2 separate regions of the Sus scrofa genome follow, and region 2 is linked to region 1. The links are chromatin contacts, called in public HiChIP or PLAC-seq maps. All regions are on one chromosome and are shown on one strand. The core of a region is the stretch at or near the end of the contact, and the rest is flanking DNA. Distances in the headings are between cores, read along the strand shown. Region 1 holds the start of TRMT13 (tRNA:m(4)X modification enzyme TRM13 homolog). Region 2 overlaps MFSD14A (hippocampus abundant transcript 1 protein).

What was found. HiChIP or PLAC-seq counts read pairs in DNA pulled down with a chosen protein or histone mark.
Region 2: an H3K27ac HiChIP or PLAC-seq map of alveolar macrophages shows a contact between it and region 1. The contact joins the enhancer-like site here to the promoter of TRMT13 in region 1. A contact is called at or near these places in 1 of 5 promoter capture datasets (fetal liver), 5 of 47 Hi-C or Micro-C datasets (brain, fetal liver, liver and 2 more) and 2 of 2 datasets of contacts at active chromatin or transcription factors (alveolar macrophages and skeletal muscle).

The regions. Positions count from the first base shown.
Region 1 is chr4:117,983,516-117,987,914 of Sscrofa11.1, reverse strand. It overlaps TRMT13 (tRNA:m(4)X modification enzyme TRM13 homolog), which reads left to right and starts at 2,282. Exons shown (of 10, transcript XR_002343574.1): 1 at 2,282-2,533. SASS6 (spindle assembly abnormal protein 6 homolog) reads right to left here and starts at 2,316. Exons shown (of 17, transcript XM_021090148.1): 1 at 1,980-2,316. The coding sequence starts at 2,296.
Region 2 is chr4:118,077,338-118,081,736 of Sscrofa11.1, reverse strand. MFSD14A (hippocampus abundant transcript 1 protein) reads left to right here. Exons shown (of 13, transcript XM_013997351.2): 2 at 4,192-4,287. Among named protein-coding and RNA genes, the nearest start is that of MFSD14A, 11 kb to the left of the region's middle. Within about 2 kb of position 2,291, at least 18 of the 83 cell types and tissues checked have an H3K27ac peak or open chromatin away from gene starts, as enhancers often do. A contact at or near this core is called in alveolar macrophages, skeletal muscle and subcutaneous adipose tissue, where this site is marked.

The DNA of each region.
Region 1 (4,399 bases), core at 1,033-3,532:
TAAATATTTTAGGCTTTGCAGGCCATAAGGTCTCTGTTACATTTATTCATTTCTGCCCTTACAGCACAGAAGCAGCAATAGGTAATTCTTGAACAGATGAGAACAGCTGCATTTAACAGAGCTTTATCAGGTTTCCCGTTGCGGTGCAGTGGATTAAGGACCTGACATTGCCTCTATGAGGATGTGGGTTCGATTCCTGGCCTCACCCAATGGGTTAAAGACCTGGCATTGCTGTGGCTGTGGTGTAGGCCTCAGCTGCAGCTCCAATTCAACCCCTGGCTGGGGAACTTCCTTATGCTACAGATGCTACTGTAAAAATATAAAATAAAGCTTTACAAAAAAAGGCAGTGGGCCATTTGGTCCATGGGCTCTAATAGTGTGCTGACCCCTGCTGCAGGAGAAAGGAATACATGAAACCTTTCTAAGCAAGAGAAATGAAAAGGCTGAAATAGTGTTTTAAGGAGGTAACTGTGATGACAATGTAATGAGATGAAGAAGTGCTAGGAGTTTCAATATTGGAATCAGAAATTATGCCCCCCCAACATTTTATCTCTCTATAATCATTCCAGAACAGGGCTGTCCAACAGAGATACAATGAAGCCACCTATGTAATCTTTAACTTTTTAGAAGCCACATTTAAAAAATTAAAACGGATAAATTAATTTTAATATTTAACCCTATATATCCAAAATATTGCCTATATATGCAAAATGCAAAATACATGTTAAGATAATGATTTATAAATTCCATCAATATAAAAATGGAAACATTTTACATACCTTTTTTCTCATAGTAAGTTTTCAAAGTCCAACGTGCATTTTACTCATGCCACATCGGTTCCGATTAGCTCCATTTCAAATGTCCAATAAACATAGTGGCTCCCATATTGGGCAGCACAAAAGAATAACCAACTAGTCTACAAATCTCCATTTACAGCTGCTGGTTTTGGTACCATCTCCTCCCTGGCTTGCCAATTGATTCTGGACCTAATTCTGAACTACATACTAATTTCACATCACTGGCAGCTCAACAAATCAATGTCTTCATTTCTTTTAATGTCACATTTCCACACCACTTAGTTTTCACATATATTTTCACACCTGATCCTCATTAACAACCAACCATGTAGGTAGCCATGTTTTATCAGCTTTACTAATGAGGAAAATCAAGGTTCAGAGAGGAGCCAGCTGACACTGAGTGGTGCACTTGAGACAAAATTGAAATCTCCTGCCAAATCTCCCTACTTCGGCCTCAACAGCACCACCTCTTTAACCAAAGTTGTAACTTTTACATTTATCTGTGATACTGGCCTTTATTTCCACCCTCACCAGACTGTAAACTCCACCAACACAAGAACTCTCCTGATCACTGTATCCCCGGTGCCCAGGAAGAGTGTTCAACGTTTGTTGAATGACTAAATGAATATATGGTTTTCAACAATTGTTTTTCAATTTATTACACGTAATTTATTTTTAGTAACTATGACGAAAGAGAGGCAATACACCACAAATTTGTAGAGTTTTTTTTTTTTTTTTAAGTCTAACCTTGCATTTACTTCCAGTAGCGTTCAAAGGAGAGAGGGGGGAAAAAGGGCCGTGAGCCAAAGCCTGAATTCTAGTGCCCGCCCGCCGTGAACTCGTGAGCTCTCACGCAAATTACTTAATTTCTCTGAGCCAGACTTCTTATCCGTCAAAAAGAGAAATGGGCTATCATCTCCATGACAACATCCAGAGATAAGACTTAAAAAAAAACACACACAAAAACTGATGCGGGTCGGCGACCCATTCCTCACTCTTCCCTCCCCAGCAACGGCAGACTTTGAAACGACCACGAGGTCCCAGCCAGCTCTGTCTCCGCGGCCCGGGGAGATGGGCCGCACACCCAGCGCAGGCCGGGGCCCACCGGCCGGAGCCGCCATCTTTCCCCCTTGGCCCGACCCCTAACCGCCACCCGCGGGCACAGAGTAACGCGGCCCTCACCTCTCCTCGCAGTCTTTACATTTCACCTGCAACGGGACGAGTTGCTGGAACAGAATCTGGCTCATGCTGAACCCCTGCCCCGGCCGGTGTGCGGAAAAACCCAAACGGGCCGGCGGGTCAGCGGTACTAGCCTGAAAGGCCTCCGGGGCCTGTTTAAGTTTGGCGCTCGGCTTCCGCGGAAGAGGCGGGGAAAGTGAAGCAGAGACGATACGGAGGAGGTTTGGGCCTCGCCGGCCACCATCAGCTTCTTCCGGTTTTGTGACGGCTGGGCGGTCGTTCCGGGTACCCTCCTGCGTGGCGGGATCCGAGGCCGCCATATTTGTTAAGGGAAGGGAACCCGAGAGGCGCTAACAACTTTTCCTCTCTTCGCCGGATCGATGCTTGCTACCTGAAGTAAGCCCTGAATTATGGCGGCTTCTGCGCCGACACCGCATGGAACTGACTCTCCAGCAGAGGGGCGATGCGGTTACTATGTGGAAAAGAAGAAGCGGTTCTGCAGGATGGTGGTGGCAGCGGGGAAAAGGTTCTGTGGTGAACACGCTGGAGCGGCGGAGGTCTGGTATCGCCTTACCCTCTCGAGGGTCGGAAATAAGTTTCCTGGTCCGGCACTTTCCCTCTCTGACAGATTTCTGCTTCTGTCCCCTGGAGTTTCCAGCTTTTCCCGTGATAAACGCAGTCCTGGCCTCCCTAGGGAGCGATGATGAGCCGTAGTGAAGTGCAGTGTTGTCTTGTACTAAGTAAAGCGCCAGCAGTGACCCGTTTATCTTGATACCAACTCGTGGTAACGCTAGATTGTAGTTTTACCGCAGACTACCGCTTCTTGCGCTCCGCTCACTCTCCGCCTTCCTGATGGGAAGTGGTGGTTTAGAAAGAAGACAGATCCCAAGGTTTCACTCATTGTGTTTTCATTGTTTTGTGAACGATAATCACTTCTTGTGAATTATTGTGAGTCACTTCTTGTGAATTAGATGTACAGTCTTTTGAAAGCAACTAATAACTACTTTGCTGCAAAGGGGAAGGAAAGATTTAAAAACATGTAAGAATTGACTCAACACTGAGAACAGAAACTGTATGATTTTGTTCCATTAAACGTATGATTGTGATGTCGAACTATATATCTTTATGTATGTGTTTTTCTTTAGGAGATATATGATAGAAAATTTTAAAAACAGCAAGAGCAGAATGCTTATAGAAAGAGCATGTTTGATAGCTTTTAGAACAATTAAACCAAATAGACAAGCATCTGATTTCATGTCTTCTGAATGTCCGGTGTTATTTACATTTCTTTTCTTTGTGAGTCCGATGGTTTCTCCTGCTAGGCAATGTCTAATACAGATGCGCGTGCGCGCGCGCACACACACCCCCTCCAGCCCTGCCATCTGCTACTGTCCCTCATAGCCAAAGCTGTACTTCATGTGTTGATTTGACTGACATTTGCGTAGAGTGAAGTGTACTAAAACAAGCAGATTCTTGTTTTGGAATGTAAGTGACTTGTGACTTACAAGGACTCTTTGAAGTACACTCACTGTTGCCTTGGCTGGTTTTGAGGGGACCAGCAAACATCCCCTGATCGAAAAATGAGCTTTATGATTGGAGGAGGCCTTTGTCCTCACTCTAAGACCTTACACTTCACCGTGACCAGACGTCCAGAAGGTGACTGCAGATGCTGAGAGTAGTAGAATAGAAATAGGTCCTTACAGAGTGATTTGTATTCCTAGAAAGGAATAACATCATGTTATTAATCCCTTAAAGAAAGGTTGCAAAATACCAAGTGGAGACACGTTCCATGATTATGATTTGGTTTTCAATTTGGGGCATCCTACTGAATCTGTAATTTATTATGTAACTGAGTGGTATGTTTCCATCTTTTTTTCTTAAGTGTCATCTATAGCTGAGACCACTTGTACTCATTTCACCCAGTGGTTCTTAAATGGTGGTGGTTTAGTCCCCCCAGGAGACACTTGGCAATGTTTGAAGACATTTCGGTTGCCACAGCTGAAGAGTGTTTCTTGCGTCTAGTGGATAGAGGCTGGAGAAGCTAACTTAACATCCTACAATGGGTAGGAAGGCCCCCACAAGAAAGAACCATCCAGCCCAGAATATCAGTAATGCCAAGACTGAGAAACTTTCTGTTTCTAAACCCAAATAATAAAATTTAGAAGTGCTTTTTTCCTCCTACTCTATCATTAGGCTTTCGAAGGTTAGCATAGTCTTCTTCTTCAAGGAGATTAGACTTTAAAAGTTAGCAAATAAGCAATAGTGTTGGAAGTTTCCTCATGGATCAGTGGGTTAAGGATCTGACATTGTCACTGCTGTGTCTTGGGTCACTGCTGTGGCGCAGGTTCGATCCCTGACCTGAGAACTTCCACGTGCCATGGGCACAACAACAACAAAGAACAATGTACTGTATTTTCAAAAAG
Region 2 (4,399 bases), core at 1,042-3,541, 94 kb before region 1:
TATGAGAGAATGGTTTAGGAGGGACAGGCCTATTTCTTCTTATTTAAAGTACAGTCATGCCTTTTAGAAAAGATTTAGAAAACGGGTAATAGCATAAGAAACAATTTTATGGGAGTTCCATCATGGCTCAGCGGTGGTAACTAATCTGACTAACATCTATGAGGACACAGGTAAGGATCCGGCCTTGCCGTGAGCAGTGGTGTAGGTCGCAGACATGGCTTGGATCTGGTGTTGCTGTGGCTGTGGTGTAGGCCGGCAGCTACAGCTCCGATTAGACCCCTAGCTTGGGAACCTCCACATGCCATGGGTGCGGCCCTAAAAAGACAAACAAAAAACAATTTTATGTCACTTAAAATCATTGCCTAATATAAACACTATTAACACTGAGGTGAGTTTTTATTTTGCTCTTCATAGTTTAATTACATATACAGTTTTATATCCTGCTCTGATTTTTAAAAAAATCAAACATTGCCATAAACATTTTCACATGTTATTAAAGGTTATCTGTGAAGTTTCTGGCTGCGCATTATTCTGTCTTATTTATATACCATGATCTGATTATTGGATGTGTAACTGAAGATTGAGCATTTAGATTTCCATATTTCCTACTATAATTATGCTGCTGTGAACACTTTTGTAGTAGAGCTTTTTCTGAATGTTTGGTTTTTTCCATAGGATGGAATGTTATTACCTATTTTTAAAATTATCTGTGTACATTCTTTATATTTTTATGGTGTCTTAGTGCTTTTGTATGAGTGCTTTACCTAGTTAAGATATCTTTTGCTACTTCTCGCATATTTTACTCACTTTGTTTTCTTGAAATTCAGCTAATGCTGTACATGTTTTTCTCAAACCAGTATACCTAAAACTAGTTAATCTTTTATTCTTTTCCCTTTCCTCCCTGTTGAGCTGACCAAGGCAGAAACTGAAATCATTTCATCTTTGATCTTCTCTGTCCTCTTCTGCTGCATCTAGTCAGCCACTGAGTCCTTTCTCTTCTCCTGCTAAATACGTTTTGTGTCCATTCCCTTTGCTCTATCCCTACTCTATCTTACTCTTCTAAGAAGCTTTCCCAACGCTGTCCTTGAATGATTAAGCGTTCTTCACTTAAGCAGCCTTTTTTTTGTGTGTGTGGCCACACCCCGGGCATGTGGAAATTCCGGGGCCAGAGATGGAGCCCACGCCACAACAGCGACCCGAGCTGCTGCAGTGACAATGCAGATCCTTAACCCACTGCACCCCAAGGGAACTCCTAAGTAACCACTTTTAACACTTTTCTTCTAAGCTTCTGGCTTTATGTGTATATTCATACACATTGTATTTAATTATCATCTTTTTACCAGCACTCACCAAACAGTTTTCAGGGAGTTCAGCTGTCATGAAATACTATCTTTCGTGTTGCAGAAGGAGTCCATGGTCAAGTTTGGGAAATGGTACACGCTGCATCTTCTTGGAGATTCATTATATAAATTAGCATATTAAAGGCCCTGACAAGTTCTCCTTGGCATTCTGATAGGTGCTGAGAATCTGTGGTGGTGAACAAAACCAGTTTGGAACTTACCCAATCCCATGAACCTTTCTACCTTATCTTACTGCACGTGCTCTGTTTGGTGCTGCTCGTTACCCCCTTTCCTAAAACTGTTCCGTTGCCATCTCTGCCAGTGTATTCTCTTGATTCTCCTCATGTTTCTCTGATTGTTCCTTCTTTATCTTCATGGGGTCCACTACAGTTCATCTGTCAACAGCACAGCTTGGAACTGAATGGGTCCGCTTACACATGGATTTTTTCAGTAAATACCCGCTGCAGCACTCCACGATCTGGCCTTGGATGAATCTGCACATGTGAACCTGCATACGGAGGGTTGACTGAAAAGTCACACGTGGCTTTTTGGCTGTGCGGAGGGTTGGTGCCCCTCAGCCCTGTGTTGTTCAGGGGTCACCTGTACTTCAGTGTTGGTGTTTCTTGGGATTCCGTCTTAGCCCCACTGCTCGCTTCACACTTGATTCACCCACTCCAGTGGTTTAAGATGTAACACTTACCGCTAATTAATTATTTTAACCAGCCCTCAAAGGACAATAGAAATGTCTTAAGTTCAAAGGCTGTTTCTTGGATAGGACCTGAAGTAAATTTGAGCCTCATGGGGAGAAAAGAGCTAGGAAGCTTCCAACTTCCCTGGTAGACAAGCAAGCTAAAAACTTGGAAGACTTCTTGACTCTCCCTCCCACACTTGGCCAGTTCTGTCCGTTTCAAATCCCAGCTTCTTATGTCCATTCCCTCCCCTCCAGCGTCCGAGCCACTTCCCTGTTTCGCGCCCTCAGTATCTGATTACACTGATTCAGAGAGCCTCCTTCTGCATGCGGTTTGCTCCTCAGTGACGTCCTTTAGAAAAACCACCGTGATGTATTGAAAAATGCAGATGTCATCACATCATCGTATTAAAACCCTTCAGTGGTTTCCTATTTCTCTAGAGTGAAGATAAGAAATCCTTAACAGAGCTTAGAGGCTACCCCTTCTGCCTTCCTTTCAGCCTTAAACTGTCCTGGCTGTTGTCTGCTTCCGTTTTTTTCTCCAGTGTGATTGTGCGCACTGCTGCCTCTTCTTGCAGTAACCTTTCCTGCTTCCTAACTTGTTACATCTCTTCCTGCATTTACATGTAACTAGATGATTATAATGAGGTTTCTTCCTAGACTGTGAACTCCTTGAGATCAGGGAGTGTGTCTTACTGGTTTTTGTAATCCTAGCACCTCTGGTACATAGTGGGTACTCTAAATGTTTGTTGAATGCATGAGATATTGCACAGATTCATTCCCAGCCACGGTCCTTCAAATCTTTTATCTCCCAACCCCCACCCCACCATTGTTGATTCCTTAGCTGCAGGTTCTCCTACCAAGAGGATTTTCAGGTACCTAAATTCTGCAGTTTGGGAGAGACGTCTTTTTTTTTGTTAAATGATGTAGCATCATTTTTAGTGTTTAGAGAAATCTAAACACTGTTAATATTTTGGACATAAGACTACTGATATATTTTTGAAATTTAAATATGATATTGTATGTACTGATTAGACTTGTCTGTTATATAAACTTGTTAATGAGGACTGAGTTAATGTTACGTCATTTGCTTTTCCGTCAATTTAATATGACGCTCAGAAACATGACTCCAACAACTGCAGAGATTCTTCAGATATCTCTAGTAGCAGTGTAGAGTTAAGTTTGTGTTGTCTTCCTTGTGTATATAAATCCCTCTCTCTCACACACTACTCAGGATGTTTCTGCTTTTGAGCCGTGTTGGTGTCTGTTATGATTCTTGCCAAATGGTTCATTTATGTTTTGAGATTAGTGCAGTTGCCTCCTAACGGTAAACCTTCCTTAGTTTTGCCTCCTTTTGATCTGTTTGCTACACCTTTGCCAGAATGATCTTTCTTAAAACTTTCATCTGACCACCTGAGTCTTACTTGACAAACTTCAGTAGTTCCCTACCGCCTTCAGAATTGAACCTAGACTCCTTAGCATGGAGGGAGGTTAGCTCTTCGTGCCTCTAGCTCACCTTTCCACGCTCCCAGTGTGCAGCCCTGCTCCAGTTGTTCTGAACTAATGCTCCTGCTCTCAGGAAGGGTTACGCTCTTCTGCAGGCTGCTTCCTTGACCTCTCCCGTCCTCCTTCCCGCTCCCAGCCCACCTCCTTCCATCCTTTCAGCCTTCCTCCTGGAGCTCTGATATTCCCATTCGCACCCTGGACTCGGCACTCCCTTAGCACACTGTGCCCATATAATGTACCATGCCCCCCCCATCACCTTGAGGACAGGGACAGGTGTTTGGCATAGTGCCCACTACATGTATGTTCTCCATAAATGTGTGTGTGTGTGTGTCCATATATAAATAAATATATATATATATATTTTTTTTTTTTTTGTCTTTTTAGGGCTGCGCCTGTGGCATGTGGAGGTTCCCAGGCTAGGGGTCTAATCGGATCTGTAGCTGCAGGCTTATGCTGCAGCCACAGCAACGCCAGATCCACGCTGATCCTTAACCCACTGAGCGAGGCCAGGGATCGAACTCGAAACCTCATGGTTCCTAGTCAGATTTGTTTCTGCTGCGCCATGACAGGAACTCCTCCATAAATATTTATTGACTCTTTTCATTATTGTTAGTAATTCTGGAATGCACTGTTAACTTTTTGAAAATCTCTTTCTAGCCTCAAGGAATAGGTTCTCCTAGTGTTTATCATGCGGTTATCGTCATCTTTTTGGAGTTTTTTGCTTGGGGACTATTGACAGCACCCACCTTGGTGGTAAGTAAACCTTTAACTTATTTATCACTGACTTTAAAATCTCTTTTTCTTCAGTTTTGGCGGGGGGGGGGGGGGAGGTGAGGTCCTTTTTCCTTTCCATGGTTAATTCTCC